3 separate regions of the Ovis aries genome follow, and all the other regions are linked to region 1. The links are chromatin contacts, called in public Hi-C maps. All regions are on one chromosome and are shown on one strand. Each heading gives the region's core, a stretch centred on a gene start, on an enhancer-like site or on the middle of the called end of the contact. The rest is flanking DNA. Distances are from core to core; before and after follow the strand shown.

Evidence for each region. Hi-C and Micro-C count contacts between places; a contact is called where the count stands out from the background.
Region 2: a contact with region 1 is called in a Hi-C map of hypothalamus, with 5 times the contacts expected there. The contact joins the enhancer-like site here to the promoter of GRK5 in region 1. A contact is called at or near these places in 6 of 16 Hi-C or Micro-C datasets (blood, hypothalamus, mesenteric adipose tissue and 2 more).
Region 3: a Hi-C map of liver shows a contact between it and region 1, with 3 times the contacts expected there. The contact joins the enhancer-like site here to the promoter of GRK5 in region 1. A contact is called at or near these places in 12 of 16 Hi-C or Micro-C datasets (blood, hypothalamus, liver and 6 more).

The regions. Positions count from the first base shown.
Region 1 is chr22:38,887,906-38,890,419 of ARS-UI_Ramb_v3.0, forward strand. GRK5 (G protein-coupled receptor kinase 5) reads left to right here and starts at 1,255. Exons shown (of 15, transcript XM_060404750.1): 1 at 1,255-1,486. The coding sequence starts at 1,435.
Region 2 is chr22:39,107,817-39,110,330 of ARS-UI_Ramb_v3.0, forward strand. It overlaps GRK5 (G protein-coupled receptor kinase 5), which reads left to right. Exons shown (of 15, transcript XM_060404750.1): 11 at 1-9. Among named protein-coding and RNA genes, the nearest start is that of TRNAY-GUA, 22 kb to the left of the region's middle. Within about 2 kb of position 1,260, at least 7 of the 54 cell types and tissues checked have an H3K27ac peak or open chromatin away from gene starts, as enhancers often do. A contact at or near this core is called in hypothalamus, where this site is marked.
Region 3 is chr22:39,076,920-39,079,433 of ARS-UI_Ramb_v3.0, forward strand. The region is part of intron 4 of GRK5 (G protein-coupled receptor kinase 5); the gene reads left to right. Among named protein-coding and RNA genes, the nearest start is that of TRNAY-GUA, 9.1 kb to the right of the region's middle. Within about 2 kb of position 1,257, at least 6 of the 54 cell types and tissues checked have an H3K27ac peak or open chromatin away from gene starts, as enhancers often do. A contact at or near this core is called in liver, where this site is marked.

The sequences.
Region 1 (2,514 bases), core at 5-2,504:
CTGAGCACAGATCTGGGGCCCGACGTTCTGAGCATACAGTGGAAAGGCACTAAGAGCCCCAAGATGAATAAGCCTGGACTTGGAAAACGAATGTCTAACACAGACTTGGTGCTGTTAACCTACTCATATTTCTGACCCCGGCGATTCAGTCTGCGTTTTTATTAATATCAGTTGGGTTGGAATGAAGATTCTTGATTCGCGGCCCCGTGTGGTGGAAGGCAGGTTATTAGTTGAACCGGTCCGCATCCCACGCCGGGATCCCCGGAGTCGCAGACGGGTGTCCCGGGGCGCAGAGAAACCTGGGGGTGGACCCGTCGTCCGCGTGGCCCCACCGCCGCGCTTCCATCCCGCGGCCGCCGAGGGGCGCTCAGGCTGCGCGGGTATCGATGCTGCCGCCAGCGCCGAGTCGCCGCCTACTCGCGGATCCCCCTTCGCGCCCTCGGACGAAAAACAAAGTACACCTTTGTCACCCACCGAGCGCGTGTGCGACGGCAGCACCTCGGCCGGCCGCCGCGTGCGGGGCCCGCGGGCGTGCCTGGCCGCCTTTGGGCTGCAGCCCCCTGCCCACGTGGGCTTGGCGTGCCCCGGAGGAAGCCGGGGTGCAGGCCCGGCCGGCCTGACCTCCCTTCCATCCCGAGCACGCCACGCGGGGGGCCAGAACCGCCACCAGCTCCTGCCCGGACGCAGCGCTTCGCCCCGCCCTCGCCGTGGCCCGTGCACTTCGCTTTCTGGGCATTCGGCAGGGCGGGAAGCGGGCGAGTGGGACCACCCCTCCTCCCCCGGCATGGATATGCGAGAACGGGCCCCAGGACTGGAGTTGGGCGGGGGGAGCTTCAGCTCCGCCGAGCCGCCTTTGACTCGCTCGCTGCACGCCCCACCGCCTTCCCTCCGAAGGCACGTCCCAGGGCGGTTCTCGGATTCCCGCAGCCGCGCGCCAGTCCCGGCCCCAGCCCAGCGCGCCGGGCCGAACTACAAGTCCCAGCAGGCCCCGCGCCGCGAGGGCCGGAGCGGGAGGCGTGGCTCGGCCCAGCGCCTGCGCAGTGAGGCCGCCCCAGCCTGCGAGTACCACACCCCCGGGACGGACAGAGGGGAGGCAGAAGCATCCGAAGCATTAAAGCATCCGCGGGAGCCCGAGGGGAGGAGAATGGAGTGACAGAGCAGCGCGCAGGGTGGGGGGTGGGGGGGAAACTGTTGAGGGAGGGGGGGGAGGGGGGACACAGAGGGAGGAAGAAGCGGCGGCGGCGGCTCCTCTTTGCAGAGGTGGAAACTCCGAGGGATAAGAGCAAAGAATAATGCGGTAGGCTAGGCGGGCTGCTCGCTCCCGGCTCCGGCAAGCAGCGGCAGCAGCCCAAGCAGCGGCAGCAGCAGCAGCGGCAGCACCGTCAGGCGCTGACAGCCCCGCCGGCCGGCTCCCTCGCTGACCGCCGACTGTCAATGGAGCTGGAAAACATCGTGGCCAACACGGTCTTGCTGAAAGCCAGGGAAGGTAAGAGGCAGGGCGGGTGCGTGCCTGGCGCCTTCGCCACGAGCCGGGGTATCGGGCGGGTGCGGGATGCCCGCAGTGAGTTTGGTCGGGAGCAGGGCACCTCGGAGAGTGCTCGGCAAACGCTTCACGGTTCCTGCCCTTGTGCTCGGGGAACCTGGACTTGGGCAGAGAAGGGGAAACGTCACCTCGAGGTTGCAAGGATTAGGATGCTAAAACAGATTCCCTAGTTTCCAGCTCTAACCTTACCGTGCCGTGCCTTCTCGGCAGCTGTTGAAAGGTCAGTTGGAAAGGCGTTCATTCAGGAAGAGATGGGCAAACATGCAAATCAAACAGCTTTTCCGAGTTGGCCCGGGATGGTTCTGTGAGTGAATTCGTGTGTGTGTGTGTGTGTGTGTGTGTGTGTGTGTGTGTGTTGGGGGTGGAGGGGCGCCGGCTGAGTTGATATAGGTTATTGCTGGAAACCATCCGCTGGGAATGTTTCTTAGGGAAATCCCGTCGTGTGGAAGGAAGCCTTTTAAAGGCAAAGTAAGATGTTGAGGAATTAGCCTGTTCACATAACGAGAGGATGGTTGTGCAAATCATGTAGAAAAGAATACATGATTTCAGGGGTGGTTTTTCCCCCCATTGAGGAGGGAGAGATTAAGTGGATTTTTTTGTGTTTTGGCTTAATTAAGAAAAGAAAGGTAAGTGTGCCATTGCTTAGATGTGTTTTGGATGCAAATCATTAGATTTTCTGCATTAGGTTAGCAGGAAATATCGTCTAAATGGAGTGGGTAAGAAGCTAAGTCGAGACTATAAACGCACTTTTTGACTCTTCCTTGAGATGGAGAGAGGGAAGGGGTGAGAGAGAAAGTGGCCCAGAAACTTAAGATGCTTCCTAAAATGATTCTGTGCGGGTAAGCATACATATTTAGGAACACCTGGAATTTATGTAACATTTCTTTTGCCAAGATTTGAGCTCTGGGTGCAGCCTTTTTATGAAAAGGGAAGTGGTTTTCCCTTTCATGGGAGGAGGCTTTATTTGACAC
Region 2 (2,514 bases), core at 10-2,509, 220 kb after region 1:
TGCAAAATGGTGAGCTCCCAGTGAGCCAGACATCGCCCTAGGGCCGGTGTCCAGTGCCGGCTCCCCTCCCGGCCCCTAGCCGAGAACAGCAAACAGGCAGATGGGAGCAGGGGCAGGGCATGCCAGGGTGTGGGCAATGAAGCCGCAAGGTCTGTGGACTGGGGTGTTTGACAGACGCTTCCAGGAGGGAGCCTGGGGTGGGGCAGGGTGGCTCCGTGACAAGGGAGGGGGGCTGCAGTGAGCAAGGAGAGGCACCCTTATGTCCAGCTCTGGGGGGAGGTCAGCATGGGGGAGAAAGGGGATGTCCCAGCTGGCCCCCAAGATACAAAGGCATCAGGACAGCCCCTACCCTTGACCTTGGGCCTCCTGTGCCATCCAGCTCTGGGTCCCTGGTGCTGCTCTGGGGCCAGGGGCTGCAGGCAGTGGGTGGTGATATTTTCGGCCTTCGAACATCATTTACTCATGTTTTCCACCCACTACATGGAGTGTTGGTCACACTTGCTGAGGTCCTGAGTGACAGCATCCATGGATAGAGAATTTGACCCAGCCCCCGGCAGGGCTCACTCGAGGTGTGACCTTTAGTCAGGCTGGTGGGCAGGGGCCAGACTGGGGGGCTGGAAGCCGGATAGAGGATAAGGTGGCAGGACCTCACAAGTGAAGCTGGAGAGAGTCCGCCCTTGGACTGAGGCCCTTCTCCTTGATTCCGGGGGGCCTGCTTCCTTCCCTGCCTGGCTCTCTGGCTTCCGAGTCCCACTTGTGCCCCCTAGGGCCCTCTTCCCTCTGGGTTCAGTACTGCTGTGCTGGGAGCTGCCCACTAATGCCAGCCGCCCTCTAACGCCAGCCACGCGGGGACAGAAAGGGCCTGAGTGCCCAACGCTTGGCACTTGCGAACCCCCAGGTCCCTTCCTCTGCTCTGCAACTAGAACAGCAAGACCAGGATCTGACCCTCAGGGTCTGAAATGTGGACATCAACAACCAGGCCGGGGTCCAGAGAAAGGCAGGCCTGGGAAACTGATGGAAAGTAGCGAAGGCCTGCTTCTAGAAAACCCGAGGCTGCACTGCTAGGGGCCCCGGAGCCATCTGGCCTCGCTCCCGCCCCCAGAAGGCCGCCCTCCTGGAGCTGGCCACCCGCTGCCTGACCACTTCCTCTCACCAGCCTCAGTCTGACGTCGCAGAGGCACGGAGAGAAGGAGTTGGCTTAGAGCTGCCATCTGATCACTTCCAAAGAGGAACCATAGATCTGTCATTTGCGTGTGTGAGAGGCCGTGAGGGAGGCATGGCGTGTACACAGCAAACACATGCCCGGACCACACGCCTGGGCCAGCCTGCAGCTGGGCAGCCCCCAAGGAGACAGGTAGTCACGGCAGCCAGAGCTGGGATAGAGGGACAAGAGGAGCAAGGCAGCAAGAGGCAGGGGAATGGCTGAAACCTGGGGGTCGAAAGGGGAGTTAACAATACTCGATGTTGCAACTAGGTACCTAGCCGCTGGGACCTAACTGGGTGAGGGACAGAAGGTCAGTGCATCAGCAAGTGCCCTGGGTCAGGGTCAGGAATTCAGAGAAGCCGTTCTGAGACACTCTAAGAGCAACAGGGGACCCGCTGAGAGGACAGAGAGGCACAGAGGGCCCCCTGCCCACAGTCATCGGCTCCTGGGCACTGCTGTTCCTCTGCTGCCCCCTGGGGGCCACTACAGGGAAGGCGGCAGCTGAGCCTGGAGCTCCAGGCAAACCTGGGCTCATAGGTGCAAACGTCAAAACCAAGGTCCCCTCATCTTTCTCAGCTAGAAGAACCTCTGGAGCCCTCTGGTCTTGCTCTGCTTCCTTGAAAATGACCCTGAGGTCTTGGGAGTCTGATCTTGGACTTCCATGCCCGTAACCTCAACCCATCTGGTCTGGCAGCCAGGCTCGCCCTGTCACTACCAAGGGACACCAGGCTCAGGACATAGCAGGGCCTGATCGTAAGAAGACCACGGAGGCCCTGGGCAGCTCCAGCCCCCACCTGCTGAGGAAGACTTTTCTACAAACAGCAATAAAGTTAGTCCCCAGCCCCCATTCCATCTTGGCAGCCACAAAACCCCCTCCACTGCCCCTGTGGTCCAGAAGGGGATGCGTCTTATTGTCCTGTCTCCTGGGTCCAGTCCCTAAGCCCAGACCTCAGCCCCCACCTTTATTAGGCCCCTGCTGAGTCCCAGCACTGTTCCTTCCCCACTAGCCCTGTATCCCTCTCAGTCTCACCCATCCTTCCAGCCCATCTCTAGTCATCCTCTTCCAGGAAGCCCTCTCTGCCTGCCCCATCCACCTAAACTCACAGCATCTCTCCCTCTTGCTTCTCCTGGTTTATACCTGATATAATATTTGTGAACTCTTGACCTGATGCCCAGCTTGCAAACAGGCAACATATAGTTGGGTGTTTATTTTAGCTGAACAGTGTTTTAGAAAAAAAGTGAATAGTGGGTTGTCAAGATTTTTAAATGGGGCAGTCACATAAAAACCTGGATTTTCTGGCTTCTTTTGA
Region 3 (2,514 bases), core at 7-2,506, 190 kb after region 1:
TAGAGCATGAAAGAATCTTGAAAACATTAGGCTAAGTGAAAGAAGTGAAATGAAGGAGTGAAAGTCGCTCAGTCGTGTCCAACTCTTTGAGACCCCATGGACTATATGATCCATGGAATTCTCTAGGCCAGAATAGCCTTGAGTGCCTAGCCTTTCCTTTCTTCAGGGGATCTTCCCAACCCAGAGATCGAACCCAGGTCTCCTGCATTGCAGGCAGATTCTTTACCAGCTGAGCCACATGGGAAGCCCAAGTGAAAGAAATCAGACAAAAAGGGCCACATTTGTATGATTCCACTTACATGAAATGTCCAGCGTAGGCAAATTCATTGAGACAAAACTAAAGCTTACCAGAGTTTCAGGGGAAGGGATGGGGAGTTACTGCTTAATGGCTATAGAGTTTTTGTTTGGGATGATAAGAAAATTTGAGAAAAGATGGTGGTAATAGTCAACGTTATGACTGCAGTTAATGCCACTAAATGGTTAAAATGGCAATCTCTCTGCTATGTCTATTTGACCACAAGTAAAGAAAAAGAACAGAGAAAGAGTGATGATGAGATGTTACCCCAGTCTGTCTGGTTCTAGAACCTGGTTGCTTTCCTTTCCACTGTGTCGTCTTATCAGAGGTTGACCAAAGGCACCTTTCGAGCTGCTTCATGAAGGAGCTAGTTGGGGTGGGGGTGGCAGGTGGGCTGAGGGCTGTGTGGATCGGCTGGACCCTCCTGTGTGTGATCCACTTCTTGATGCCCAGCCTTTATGCTGTATCATTAGCATTTTCTCATGTCCCAGACTCTCTGCACAGCATTTTCAACAACTGTGTAATTGTCCCTCAGTTCAGTTGCTCAGTTGTGTCCAACTCTTTGCTACCCCATGAAGCGCAGCACGCCAGGCCTCCCATCACCAGCTCCTGGAGTCCACCCAAACTCATGTCCATTGAGTCAGTGACGCCTTCCAACCATCTCATCCTCTGTCGTCCCCTTCTCCTCCTGCCCCCAATCTTTCCCAGCATCAGGATCTTTTCAAATGAGTCAGCTGTTTGCATCAGGTGGCCAAAGTATTGGAGTTTCAGCTTCAACATCAATCCTTCCAGTGAACACCCAGGACTAATCTCCTTTAGGATGGACTGGTTGGATCCCTCAGATAGACATATTTATTTCTCCCTGCTAACTTCCCTGGAAAACACGCCCTCTCTGTCTTCAGCCTGACATCTCGGGGCTCCTCACAGCAGGCCAGGGCACGCCTGTCCAAGTTCCTCTTCCTTTCTTGTGACCTTCCAGGGCAGAAAATGGGAGTCTCCTTTGATGCTGGTGGAGCCGGCTCTGCCTCTGAACCCCATTCCTCTGCGTGTGTGTGTGTGTGTGTGTGTGTGTGTGTGTGTGTGCTATTTCCTTCCCAGAACTCCTCTTTAGAGAGTGGCTGGATACAGTGAAGCCAGCCTCAGGCTTCCTGAGGACAACCTCCCCACCCTCAGCACTGCCCTGGATGGGCAGACACTGGTCTCTGACCCTGGGTCTTGGGCAGAGAAATGACATCCTGGGGGTTTCAGTCAAGTTTCCCAGGATCTTGAAAGATGCCTGCCCTCCTTCACTCCCAAGCTGCCTGGAATGAAATCTTCATGGGAGAAATGTCTTCCTGGGCCAAGGTATTTGCAACACAGCTTCACACTGAAGCCGGTCTGGAGTCTGTGGACTGGAGGGTGACCTGGAAGATGGAACACTGGCTCACTGTGCCCTCTCCACTCACACGCAAGGAATGAGAGACACCCCGGGGTGTGAGCATTCTGCACCCCGGCCCCATCGGACCTGGGCCCTAACTGTGAATTACCTGCACGTGACCATCCTAACCCAGAGCGGAGTTGGCCGGATCCAAGCTCCTCGCCAGGAAAAAGCCTGCTTCTCTGGGTCCTGAGCGCCAGCCCTCAGCCTGTGTAAACACCAAGTCATCTCCCAATGCGAGCTCTGGGCCCGCAGTTCTTGACCGGGGATTATCAAGTTGACAGAGCCCGGCTGGCCTCCCGCTCCAACGTCCAGGCACATTTCGTTTTGTTAATTATCCGTTTTTGCTTTTGACGTAAAAAAGTCAAGGTCTGGGTCAGGGCCACTTGTGTGTTTTCCTTTCTTTCTCATTAAAGTTGCCCAGCTCTCAGGGCCTCTGGCTAAATTCTACCAGTGTTTAAAAATGCTCTCACTTCCTGACCTCTAAAACATCCTTCATCCTGATTTCTGCGAAGCCACTTAAAAACAGCAAAGGATGCAAGGGACAACATGCTTTACTTCCCAGTCTGCTTTTCCCTCCTTGGAGGGTGAGGGCTGTGTTTCACCACTTCGCTGACACAGAGAATGCGACCCTTTGTGACGTGGGGTGGCCAGGTCAGCGGGGGCACCCTCTGAAAGGGCTGGGACCCCATGCAGGGCATACTTGTTCAGAGGACTTCCTGACCCAGTAGCCCTTCACCAGTGGATGGTCTCTGTGAGCCTGCTCTTTGCCATCTTAAATTTGTCCAGAAAAGTGCTGGTT